Linked DNA regions of Sus scrofa: region 1 is linked to region 2. Evidence: chromatin contacts called from public HiChIP or PLAC-seq data. All regions are on one chromosome and are shown on one strand. The core of a region is the stretch at or near the end of the contact, and the rest is flanking DNA. Distances in the headings are between cores, read along the strand shown. Region 1 holds the start of SEPT2 (septin 2). Region 2 holds the start of PPP1R7 (protein phosphatase 1 regulatory subunit 7).

Evidence for each region. HiChIP or PLAC-seq counts read pairs in DNA pulled down with a chosen protein or histone mark.
Region 1: an H3K27ac HiChIP or PLAC-seq map of alveolar macrophages shows a contact between it and region 2. The contact joins the promoter of SEPT2 here to the promoter of PPP1R7 in region 2. A contact is called at or near these places in 1 of 5 promoter capture datasets (fetal liver), 5 of 47 Hi-C or Micro-C datasets (heart right ventricle, liver, retroperitoneal adipose tissue and 1 more) and 1 of 2 datasets of contacts at active chromatin or transcription factors (alveolar macrophages).

The regions. Positions count from the first base shown.
Region 1 is chr15:140,020,096-140,026,695 of Sscrofa11.1, reverse strand. SEPT2 (septin 2) reads right to left here and starts at 2,314. Exons shown (of 13, transcript NM_001243793.1): 1 at 2,209-2,314. It overlaps HDLBP (vigilin), which reads left to right and starts at 1,360. Exons shown (of 28, transcript XM_021075261.1): 1 at 1,360-1,573.
Region 2 is chr15:139,915,673-139,921,382 of Sscrofa11.1, reverse strand. It overlaps PPP1R7 (protein phosphatase 1 regulatory subunit 7), which reads right to left and starts at 3,374. Exons shown (of 10, transcript NM_001243902.1): 1 at 3,293-3,374; 2 at 403-531. The coding sequence starts at 3,344. It also overlaps a transcript of PASK not described here.

The sequences.
Region 1 (6,600 bases), core at 1,065-3,564, 110 kb before region 2:
AGACAAAATAAATAAAAATAAAATAAAAAGGCTTTCTTTCTTGGACCATTGCTTCTTTCTTCCAAGAGCAATACTTGCACCCCCAAACCTCACAGAAGAAATCAACTTTTCTAAAACAAAAGAGACAAAGAACAAGGGGATAAAACTGGACCCTTGTCAACATAACCTTGCCCTGCCAGCGCGTCTATGTACATCAGCCACATCCACCGCCTTGTCACTACGGACTTCTGTACCTTATCCCGATCCACAAAATGACCCTGCAACGCAGGCCCTCGAAGGTCCCTTATCCAGAGCCTGGACCTGAGGTTCACGTACAGGAAACCATGACGGCTCTCAGCGGCTTCGCCCGGCAGCCCACAATCAAATGCATTTTCTGTTGTGATGACGACGACCACGGGAGCACAACGTGGGACAATAAGACTGTTCAACTGCCTTCACCGCAGTTCTGCTGCCTCCTGAGTTTGGATGACCCTTCTCTCAGGAGGAAAGAACACACCTTCTCCTTTTCCAGGAGTTTCTGCCTTTTGAGTTAGGTATAAAAACAGACCTCAACAACATTTATGAAAAATGACAGGGAGGCTCGTGCCATCCATCCCCCCAGGGAGGGCTGTATGCCAGTTCAGGAGCGGTCAGGATGCAACTGCGATCTGATGGACAAGCCCTTGTTCTTTACCCTGGGCTGCAGAGCTCAGTGAGAGAACAAGATGAAAAACGAAAAATATCAGGACAACCTGTGAGAGCACAGGAGATCACTGCCCTGATTAGCTGGGAGTCAGGATGCTAGGTGGAGCAAAGAAAGCCTGGGTGGGAGCTACCAACAACAAAAACGATGAACCTCAAATCACATGACCCCGAACCCCTAACCATCTCTCCTCACGATGGTAAGACGGATTTGGAGCATTTAGGTCATCTTGACCTATTACAATGATCTGAGTTGTGCTGGTCACCGAGCTGGACCAGTAAAGGATAGCGCCATGCCCCTCCCAGGACAGGTACCACGCAGGATGAGAGGCTGACCTCAGGCCAACACCCACTTCAGGGGAAGAAATCTCATCAGGGAGAGTCTGAGTAACAGAGCAGGTACCAGAAAAGAGGGGGAGGGAACTGGGTCAGACAGGAGGCCCTGGACCAAGGCCCAGGTGAGGAGGACCACAGCAGTCCACCTACGAATTCCGCACAGGTGGTCCCCGGTGCACGTGTGGGGAAAAGACGCTAAGACAGGGGAGGTACTGACGAAAACTGCGGCCGGAAAGGCAAGAGGCGGCCGGGTCGTGTGGGTCCCGTGGGCCCCTTGAGAGTCGGCCTCATCTCAGGCCTCCCCGGAAATGGGGGGCCGCCCGACCTCCATCCCGCCTCTTTTGGCCCACGCAGGCCCGGGGCCTCCTCTCCTCCCGCGGTATCTGCGGCCAAGCGGCGAGAACTCCTTGAGGCTTACCCTCGGCCGGGAGCTGGAGGGGCGCAGTGGCTCGTGTCAGGGAGACAACCTGATGGCCACATGCCGAAATCGCGGCCGACCTGCACTTTCCCTCCCGAACCACGACCAGCAGCCCCAGGCCCACGGAGTTCTCGCAAGGTGAGCAAGCAGTCATCTGGGTTCTCGCGGGACATACCCCGCCGCCTCTGCCCGCGGCGAGACTACTGGTGGGCGGGGGCCCGGGGAAAGCCTGGGAGGTATGGGACCCGGGACCCCCTAGGGCTGAGCTGGGCGGAGGAAGACTGGGGAGGACCAGGAGGGCGGAGAAGCCGGGGAGAGGAAAGGGATCGCCAGGGAAAGCCGGAGAGGGCCTGGGAAGACAGGGTAGGGCCGGGGAGTGAGCGGAGAGCACCAGGGAGCGCCGGGGAGGACGGGGGAGGATAAGGAGACCCAGGAGCGCCAGGGAAAGTGGGGGAGGGTGGAGAAAAGAGAGAGAGGGTGGGGAGCGCCGGAGAGCGCCAGGGAAAGTCGGAGAGGGTACGAACAGAGCAGAGAGCCCCGGGGAGAGCGGGGGAGGGTCAAGGGTCAGGGACGAGCGGGAGGGAGCGGAGACCCGGGGAGGGCCAGGGGACCGCCCAGAATACGGGGCCAGCCGCCCCTCCCCCACACCGCACGAGCGGCCCCGCCCGTTTGCCCCCCAGAGCGGCCGGGCCCCCTCCCCAACTGGCCCCCGCCCCTCTGCGTCGGTTCCCTCGCTCGCCCGCGGCGGCAGGGACACACCGCAAGATACTCACCGCGGACGAACCGAAGAACAAGCGCCGACCAACCGCGCCGCGGACCCGCCCAGCACCCACCGCCTGCTCGCGCCCCGCCCAGCTCCGCGCGCAGTCGGATTGCGTCATCACGTCGGCCCGCCCCTTGCCAAACGCTTCCGTCCCTGCCCCCATTCGCCAGCTGTGGAGTGCGCAGGCTCGGGCTCGTCCGCGGTTCCGCCTCTGCGCAGGCGCCGTGCCCCTCCCACAGCAGTTGGCCATATAGAGGCTGGGGGGTGGGGGGAGGTCAAGCGTAGCCTCTTCTCCTTTACCAAGATGGCGGCTCGCCCCTGTTTCGCCACAGTTCTTACCTTATGAGCTGGGTTTCCTTACGCTGCCAAGAGTAGAACAGGTAATGTGACTCTGCCTTGTGAGTAACTGGGGTGGGAAAAAGAGCGTTTCTACAGATGGAGCTAAATGACCTGTGAGGAGAGGCGGACGCGGGGAGGGCAGGCGGCGGTAAGAGTTGGGACGGAGCACGGCGAGGGGACCCTTGGCCTCCGCTCCTCTCCTCCAGGAAGATGGCGGCAGCACCGAGCTGGAGCGCCGGAGCGAGGCCGCGGAGGGCGGCCTGCGGCCAGGCGGGGCTGCTCTAGCGCCGGGCGGCCGTCGTCTCGGTGGTCCGGGCCTCGCCTCATTGGCCGGCGCGCGTCACGTGGGCCCGGCGGGCCGGCGCGCTGACCATAGAGTTGCGCGCCCGTCCCCGGGGACGTGGCCTTCGTGCGCCCGGGGCTGGGGCCTGCGCGGAGGGGGAGGGCGGGCGGGCGGCTGCCGTCCTGGGCTAGGTGAGGCCTGGGGCGCCTCCAAGCCCGCGCGGGCGGCGCGGCTCGGGGGCGGGAGGGCCGGGCCGGGGCCTGACCGCCCGGCCCCGGGCGTCCTTTCTCCCTTCGCGGCCTGCAGGCTCCGCAGCTGGCCCGTACTCGCTGGGAGGCTGGGCGCCAGTGCCCTCGTACAGGAAGCCTCTCTGGGTTCCCCCGACTGAAAGTCAGCACGGTTCTTGAGGGTCTGCGGGGCGAAGCTGTTTCTGGCCGTAGGGATCCCGAGAGGGCGTCTTCGGAAAGAATGAAGCGCTCGGGGCCGGCGGCCAGGTGTCCTCTGCCCGCCTTGGCGCGGTGCTCGGGCACCTTGTGAAGCAGCCGAGCAGTCGCCCTCCGTGTTGATTACGCAGCGCTCGTGGTCAAATGAAACATCTGCAGGGGTATAGATGAGTTGAAGCCTCAGAAACAGGATGATTTGCCCTTCACGCATCGGGTCTGCGGTTGGGGTGTCTGCCCTCAGCCTCCTGGCTGCCTTACGCCCTCAGGCATTGAGTCCCCCCGTGCTTGGTGTCGGCGTAAGGACGGACCGTCGCGTTCTTGGCAGTAACTTTCCTGAGACCCTGTAAGATAGGGCGCGTCACGGGATCCTGACAGCTGCTCGTGCCGTCCTGCAGAAGAGGCGAACCTGCGCTAATGACACGGGTGGCGCCTGGTGCTTAGGTCCTGTTGCCATCGTTTTGGACAGTTAAGTGCCCGCGAGCTAAACCCGGTGTCTTCGTTTAGTACTGGGAGCTTGGCATCGGTGTTAAACTAGTTGAGGAGGTGTTTGGTTCAGAATGGCTTCAGTCGTTTGAACTCCCAGCTCTCTGGATTTGAGACCTCAACCATCAGCCTCTCAGGAGAGGTTTAGGTTTGGAGAAAATCGAGGAACAGAGTTTGCAAGCCAGTGGCAACAATGACGGTTAAACTTCCCAGTCACTGCCTTTAGTTCCACTCTGGGCCGAGCTCCGTTTGGGGCTCACCTCCTCTTTGGTCAGGCGGACATCAGCTGAGGAAACGTGCAGTGAGGTAAGGAGAACACGCTAGGATGCAGTCGGCCCACGCTCCTTGGTACCCGAGGCCCCGCTGGGTCTTTGTCCCAGTGCCCTCTCCAGGGGCCAAGCTGGCTTCTCAGTGTCCTGATGGGAGACTTTCTTTCTGAATCCTCAAGTCCTTTTCTCCTTTGGTTTTGTTGACTGATGTTTTGGTGGTCTGACTTTGGCCTCATGACTTCTTCAGCAGTAGAAGATGTTTCCCCCAGAGAATGTGTTGGACGTTGCTTTCTGCCAGGCACTGTCAGGGGTTCTGGGGTGCAAAGGCAACGAGGACATAGACTTTTTTTTCTTTTCCTCAAGCAGCTTGTGGTCTAGTATGGGAGAGTCCCTTGTAAAGGAGCAGGCTTCAGCCTTCCAGGTGCAGAAATGGAAATGTGTACAAGGTATGGCGACGGGAAAGAGGGGCAGCGATCGCCTGCTGGAAGACCGTCACAGAGAACATAGGTCTTGATCTGGGGCTTCGAAGACGAAGTAGAGTGTTTCAAGGTGGAGGAGGCAGGACGATGGCGTGTTCTAGATAAAAAGACTAGCTATGCAAAGGGGACAGGGGACAGCTTTGGCTGGCAGCATAAATGGGGAGAGGTTGAGAATTTGGTGCACCGCCGACGTCTCAAACGGTGGAGGGCTTGGCTGAGATCCTGTCTTGAAGGACTGCATGCCCCTCAGTCAGTCCCGTCTAAGACGCTGGCTTGGGCAGGGCTGCTAGTGAGCGCCCCGTGCACCAGGATGGCTGTGATCTGGATCACAAGCGGACTAGTCGATCTTCCGCAGTGCTTCCCAACTGAAACTTCTCTACCTAAAGGGCCCTTTCAGCCCTCTGCCTTCTCTGTGCAGACAGATCCGTGGCCGCCCAAGGCAGGCGCACCTTTAGCTTCCCCCTGTGATGAGTGTACCTCTGACAACGCGGTTCCGTTGGCATCTCGGCCGGATCGTGTGATGGGGTCCTGTTTCCTTTCCTGGAGAAGTTTCTGTTTTCCCTAAAAGTCTTATGAGTCGTTTTTGTTGTTTTCTTAGTGTTCTGTGTATTTGTCACTAAGATTCATCCCCAAATTCACCAGTTGTCTCAATCTCCTTTCAAGAAATTTGGTCATTTTTATCTGATCAAGTTCAGTATTGTATTAATCTCATCCTGACCGAATCTCTCCTAGGCCTCCCATCTGTCAGGAACTCACTGCAGGTATCACTGCCTGGGTTTCCTGGAACCTGTCTATGTCTTTCTCGTTCTAGTTTCTTGTTTTAATATAACGATTTTTATTTTTATATTATAGCTGGTTTACAGCGTTCTCTCCATTTTCTACCGTACAGCATGGTGACCCAGTTACACATACACGTATAGATTCTTTTTTCTCACATTGTCGTGCTCCATCACAAGTGACAGATAGAGTTCCTAGTAGATTTTTTCTTAAACTCATTTTGATGGTGCACTTCCTCAAGTTGCACGGGAGACACAGTTTTGAGAGCCTGGGTGTCAGAGTGCTTTATTCTGCTCTTGGACCCGAGTGAGAGCGTGGACATCATCCCGCTCCTCTAGCTTCCATCTTGCAGTGTTATTGGCGAAGAGTTAAATCATTCTGGTTCCTGAACTTTTTTGGGGTTTTTTGCTTTTTAGGGCCGCACCTGGTGCCTATGGAAGTTCCCAGACTAAGAGTTGAATCGGAGCTACCACTAAGCCTACACCACAGCACCCGAGCCGCATCTGTGGCCTACACCACAGCTCACAGCAGCACTGCATCCTTAACCCGCTGAGCGAGGCCAGGGATCAAACCCAAATCCTCATGAATAATACTGGATTTGTTTCCACTGAGCCACTATGGGAGCTCACTTTTTTTTTTTTTTTTTTTTTTTAATGTGACTGTGTTTTCTTTTTTGAAGCTTGAAGGATTTTCTTTCAAATTCAAAGCACCTAGTGCAGTGGTGTCCCTTGGAGTCTGTTTTCATCTCATGTCTTGCCAGCCCTTTGGGCCTCTTATTTGGAAATTTCTGTTCTTCAGTGCTGCGCATTCGTCTTGTCTTATTACCCTGATTTCTTTCCATTCACTTTCCTTCTCTTTCTAGAATTCATGTGTTGCGCCTTCTAGATGGACAATCTGATTTTCTTAGGTTTTTCCATTTCTTTGTGTAAGACATTCTCAACCGTATCCTCTAGCCCTTCTATTGAGTTTTTTACTTCTTTTCTAAGCTTTCTGTTCCCGTTTCATAATCTTCTGTTTTTGTTTCGTGGATGTAGTAACTCCTCTTATCTGAGGTCGTGAATGAGTTCTGAAGTTTTCTAAACCCACCCCCCCACCCCACCCCCGCCGGAAGTCACTGCTTGCTTCAGGTTGCTTTTTGTTTTTTGGGGTTTTGGTTTTCCTAACAGAGCCTTTTCTGGGCTTACCTGGTGACATTTTCTTGTCTCTTTATGCGTTAGAGGGACTCAGCTTGTGATTGGGGGCTTGCCAACTGTGTCATTTGCTGCGGAGGCCTCTGGCTGGGCCCTCTCCTTACAGCACCCCGACAGCTTCTTCAGGCCTCTATTTATT
Region 2 (5,710 bases), core at 2,125-4,624:
CTCTAAGGTCGCATTAGCTTATGCTACTACGGTAGGAAGAGAGAGCATAGTAGTTAGCCAAAATGTTTTATTTTAAATCTTGCTTTCCGAACGTACAGTTAATCAAGCAACGTTCCGGTTCTGGTCCAGATGGTACACTAGTACCAATCTCACTAGCAGTTCTATTTGCCTTCAGTGGAATTAGAAAAAACCTCATCCTGCCTGCAAGTGCCAGGGGCACACGGCTGGTGCAGGGAGCCCCGTGAGGGCACGAGCTCCTAGACCCATGCCGCCTGCCCCGCCCACTGAGGGCCTCCAGCGTCGGCCACATCCACCCCGATGCCACTCCTGGGGACGGATCCTGTGCGACAGAGCGCACACCCTCCCCCGAGTGAGTTGCAGGTTCCTATCTGGGCCTGGTACCTTCGGGCTCCTCGTGCCCCCGCTCCTCTCCATCCTTCAGGCTGTGCTCGCTGAGGTCGGCCACTATCCCGCTGCTCTGCTTCTTCCCTTCTTCGTCGCCCGACTCTTCCGACTCCACCCGCCTGTCAACTGAACCCACACACAGCCATGAGAACTCACACCCGCTTCCAGGGGCTCCTGGAAGAACATGTAAGACTGATACCCAGTTACAAATCACAAAGACGTCGCTCAAAGACGTCTGTTGAGTTCAGCGTGCTCCATGGGTGTCCCGGGCACCCTCTGAGGTGGCCGGTGGAGGGGAGACCTGGGGGCCTGGGGGGGGGCAGAGCAGGGAGGCCACAGGGTGTGGAGGTGAGTGACCACCTCTTCCTGCCCTCAAGGAACTCGTGGAGAATCGCCAGGCATTCTGAAAGCCCTGGCGCTTTGCGACTCAAGGCGCTAATGGCAACACGTGAAGCACCTCCTGTTCCGCTCGCTTCTGGCCTAGATGCCACGTAGAGGGCACTACTGTGACCCTGCTGCCACATACCTTCGTCCACGCTCCACTATCCACTTGGCCAAGAAAACCAGCCCAGTTCACAGGCCCACGTGCTGAAAGAAATCAAGACTAACTCAAATCAGACTGTGGGCAGGGGGAGCTCTATGAAAAAGGAGAAGACAGCCAGAGGTGCAAATGCCCCAGGAAGGTCACTGACGCTGAGTGTCAGGGCACCGTGATACCAGCACAGAGTTTCGGAAGGCTGATAAATAAATATTTTGTGAATGAATAAATCAGGCAACGGCTAGATGAGGCAGACTCCTAAAAAGCCTTTGGCAAGACTGTCAGATAATTTTCCTTTTTCCTAACTTTCTTTGCAGCCTCTTCCAGATGCCTGTTTGGAAGACCTGGAGCACTAACAGATGCCCTGGACTCCTCGCCCACCCTGGACGTCCACTCTCCTCTTCGACAAGAACTTAGCTACAGAGGGTGTGCTCCTTGAGGGAAAGGAAGCTCTGTTTCATCTTTGCCTCTCCTGCCGGGCCTAGCAAATCAGCACCCAGGAAAGGACTGTGGGCACGTCCTAACGAAAGCCAGCCCTCGAACCTCCCAGGCCATCCCTTCTCCCTGCCCTGACAGCTGCCTTGGATCAGCTGCTCATGACCTGGGGCCTGGGCTCCCAACTGGTCTCTCGGTGGCTTGTCTCGCTCTGTTTAATCTATTCTCCATTGCTAGAGAATGCTCTGATTCTAAAATCCAAATCTGATCTTTGACTCCAACAATTTCTGGAGTGCCAGGGCTCTTCCTGCGTTTGCATCTTGCCCGGCAGACATGGCTTTGGCGTCTTTTTTCCTTCTCCTTCTTCAGTCCCCTTGTCTGTAGAAGGAGGTGGTACAGCCCTTGCATTTCGGAGCTGCTATCAGGCACGAAACATGTGCAAGACACACGTGTAGACATTTAATAGGTTAGCTGTTAGCAGGCACAGGGCACTCTGTGGTCAAGGCTAAGGGGCAGCAAGTTCTCCTGGACGATGGTCTGGCGTGGCTGAGCCCAGGGCGGGCGGGGCTTAGCAAATGAAGGGCAGCCAAAGTGAACCTTGGGACTATCCTGAGGGGCAGGGCAAGGGACAGCAGATCAGCACACAAGGAGACTTGGGACGGGCTCAAGGTATGGGCCGTAGGAATGGGAGCGGTAGTGAACATTTGGAGACATTAAGGAGGTGATTAATCGCATGGGTGGGAGCAGGAGAGAGAGAACTGCTAGGGTTGCCATTTGCCATTTACCAAGACAAGGAAACAGGTGAAGAGGAAGCCCAGGGAGGTGGGAGGTGGGAAGAAGGGGGATGAGAAGCGGTGCTTCCTTGCCTCAAAAGATCTAAACGCCTCAAAGTCCATGACCTTTCACGTGTGCCCCCTTCCAGGACGGCTCTGGCCAGCGTCGCTGGCACCCTCCCCCACTCAATATGACTGTGCGCTCCTCCAAACGGGTCACATTCTCTCACACCCTCTTGCCCTCATCCAAGCGGCTTCCCTCACCTGAAAGGATCTATGATCTGTCCCGCAGCCTATCCACAACCTGGCTGACTTGCAGTTAGCCTTCTAGGTTCAGCGAAGAGCGGGCCTTGGTTGTGCAGCCTCCACTCCCAAGCATGCCAAGCCTTCCTGTTTTCCCCTCGGCTCCCCACCCTTCCTTCCCTAGCTAGCACCTCACACACGAGACAGCGGCTGCTCTTGGGAAAGCTGCGGACGCCCGTGTGTAAGCACCCAAAGACACCGCTGACTCTCCGGGTCGGGGTTAAGTGTGTGTAGGTAATTACATGCATACACAATACGCAAATAATTTTTTTCAACAAAGCAAAAAAGTTGAAATGTAGGTTTTTTTTGAACTATGATAGCTTTGGAAACAGAAAGCTGTCGATTCTAAAACTCGACTCTTGGCTCCTTGTCACCCCTTCCCCACAACCCACGGGCTGTCGAGGACCCTCCTCCAGCCCCGCCACGCTGACTCGGGCAGGTCCCAGGGAGCCCCGTGCCCGGTTTCATCGTCAGCTGCCGGGGGACCTGGCTCGCGAGTCAGGCTCAAGAGATCCGGTGGGAGGCTCCCTCGGGCTGGCCGACGCCGGGGCTGCGGGACCACCGCGCCCTCAGTCCCCTCCCACGCGCCCGGCTCGCCCCGCCTCTCGCCCCTGGCTCTGGGTTGGGCACTTCCCCAGCCGCCCGCTACGCCTCTGCCCGGGGTCCCCAGGTCCGGGGCCGCCCCCGCCCTGCCGGCTGGCAGATGTCAGACGGCGCGCGCTGCGGGGCCCAAGCCGCGGCCGGAAGCGCGCCGCCCCGTTTCTCTCGGGCAAGTCCGGTACGGGCCGCCGCCCCCACCCGCTGGGCCCTTCGGTCGCCGCCCCGCGAGGCCACTCACCCTCCATCATCTCCTGCGACTGTTGCTGGCCCGTGCCGCGCTCCGCCGCCATGTTCGCTGCTCTCCCCCTTTCCGGAATCTGTCGCCTCAGGCCCCTCAGCCAATCAGGGCTCCCAGCTCAGAGCTTTCCCAGCCAATGGAGTCCCACGCGCTTTGCGCGGCCCCAGAGTCTCATGGGAGTTGTAGTCCTCCTGCGAGGCCGCGCCCATCCTCAGCCCCCCCGCAGCCAGCCTCACCTCCCGGCAGGCAGCTGATTAGTGCCGGGGAGGCTCTGGAAGCGAGGAGCGGGAAAAAGGCAGGTGCAGTCGGGGCCGGACGCATGGAGCTGAGCCTGCAGGCGAGCGGGAGGAGTCTGGGAGGCGATCCGCGCTCGTGGGCTGGTGGCTGGATACGGAGGGGCGGGTCCCTGCGTGGGGCTGCAAAGTGAGGGTCAATCGAGTGCGAACCGGCCCCGCTGGGTCTCAGTGGCTGCGTCTGCACAATGGGCAGACTTTGTCCCAACGTCGCTGCGCGGAGTTGGCCCGTGTGAAGGGGCCGCTTCCAGCTAACGCACAGCTCAGTGCGCCTGTACTCGTTCCGGAGCCGGGACCTTCCGCACGCGGGGTTGGAGAGCAGGTCGGGGCCCGGGACGCCGACCCAGCCACTGCGGGCCCCACAGCGCCGTCAGTCCCCGGCCCCGCAGGCAGCATGGGCCGTGAAGGAGCCGCCTTGCGCGCCCTGCCTTCAGGCCGACGCCTGTGGGAGGCAAGCTCCGCTCTGTTCACCGCCTCAATCCTGAGGCCAGAAGCACGGCGTCCGCGGACTGCGCAGGTGGAGGCGCAGCCCCTTTGGCTCCTCCGAGGCGCCGTAGGCCTCCGGTGCGTCCCTAGCAACCGTTGTCGCGCGCGTCTCGGCTCGCTCGCTGGGTCCCGCCCACCGGCGCCAGGGGTTGGCCCGTGGGGACTGCCGTTTGGCGCCGGCCGCCCTGCCATTGGCTGGCGGGGCAGGAGGCGCGGATCGGTTCCTTCTTGGCGGGTGAAGCGAACTCGGCGGGTGACTCTCCGGCCTTCGGTGAGAAGCGTGCGCTGAGAGCCGGCCCGCGCCCCGCGCCGCCCGCCTTCCCTCCGTGCGGTCCGGCCGGCTGGAGGCCCGCTTGCCGCCTTGCGGCCGTTTGCCGCCATCCGCGCCGCGGCAGGTCCTGGGGCCACACGCCCCCCGCACTATCCTCACCCTCGGAGGGGCTGGGTGCCCTCGTCCCCGCTGGAAGGTGGGCCCCGGGAGAACGCGCGGCACGGAGCTCTTCCGCGCAGCGCGGGGTGAAAGCGTGAGCCCGCTACCTCTCTGGCCTTTGTCTTCAACCTGCTCACCCGCGCCTTTTTTTTCTTTCTGGCCGCGCGCACCGCACGCGGAAGTTCCCGGGTCAGGGGTCGAACCCGATTCCGGGCAGTGACAACGCCGCATCCTTAACTGGCTAGACCACCAGAGAGTTCCTACCGTTGATCCCTTCTAGTGTATTTTTCAGTTGCTGTATTCTTTCGTTCTCATTGCTTCTTCCGTGTGCCTTGTAACTCTGGACGTTCTCACGGCGCTCACCTGTTCTCCTGACATCTGTGATCGTTACCTTGGGCTCTCCTATCGCTTAGATGACTTGTCTTCGCTTAGTTTGGTTCTTGCTCTTTCATTTGGAACATTTTCCGCCATCTTCTCATTTTGCCTAATCTCTGTGGTTATCTCTTTGTATGAGGTCGTTTGGTTATGCCCCTCAGCCCTGGGGCAGTGGGCTTTTGTCGGAGGGGTTCTGTGGGCTCAGCAGCGCGCTCCTCTGCGGCCCCCAGAGCCAGATGCTTCAGGCTGTTCCCTATGTGGGCTGTGTGTGCTCTTGCGTCGAGGTGGAGCTGAGGCCCAGCATTGCTGGTATGTGGAACTGGCCCCAGCCCAGCTGGCTGGGAGGCCCAGCCTGGTGAGGTTACTGTGGGCACATTGGTGGGCTGGGCCCAACCCTGGGTGCTTAGAGACCGGGGGAGGCTTCCAGAATGGTGCCTGCCAGCCCTGGTGTCAGCACTGTGGAGCAAGGTTGCAGAAATGGTTGCAGCCAGGGTCCCAGCGGGGGCGAATCCCAGCTGCCTTTCCGGGAGGCTCTCTAGGATCAACGAGTGGGTTGACCGAGGCTCCTTTGAAACCACCGCCTTGGTGCTGGATTTCAGAGCGAGTGAGATGAGGTGCACGGCCACGAGAGCAGGGTCGCCGTTTCCTGCGACCCTCCAGTTGTGCGGGACGTAAAGCCTGCTGGTTTTCAAGCCAGACACGCTTGGGGGCTTGTCTTGCTGGTTCAGGACCCCGAGGCTGGGCAGCCCGATGGGGGACGTGGACCCCTTACTCCGGGGGAGAACCTCTGCTGTTGTGAAATTCCACCCAATTTTGGGTCCCTGATCTAGGGGT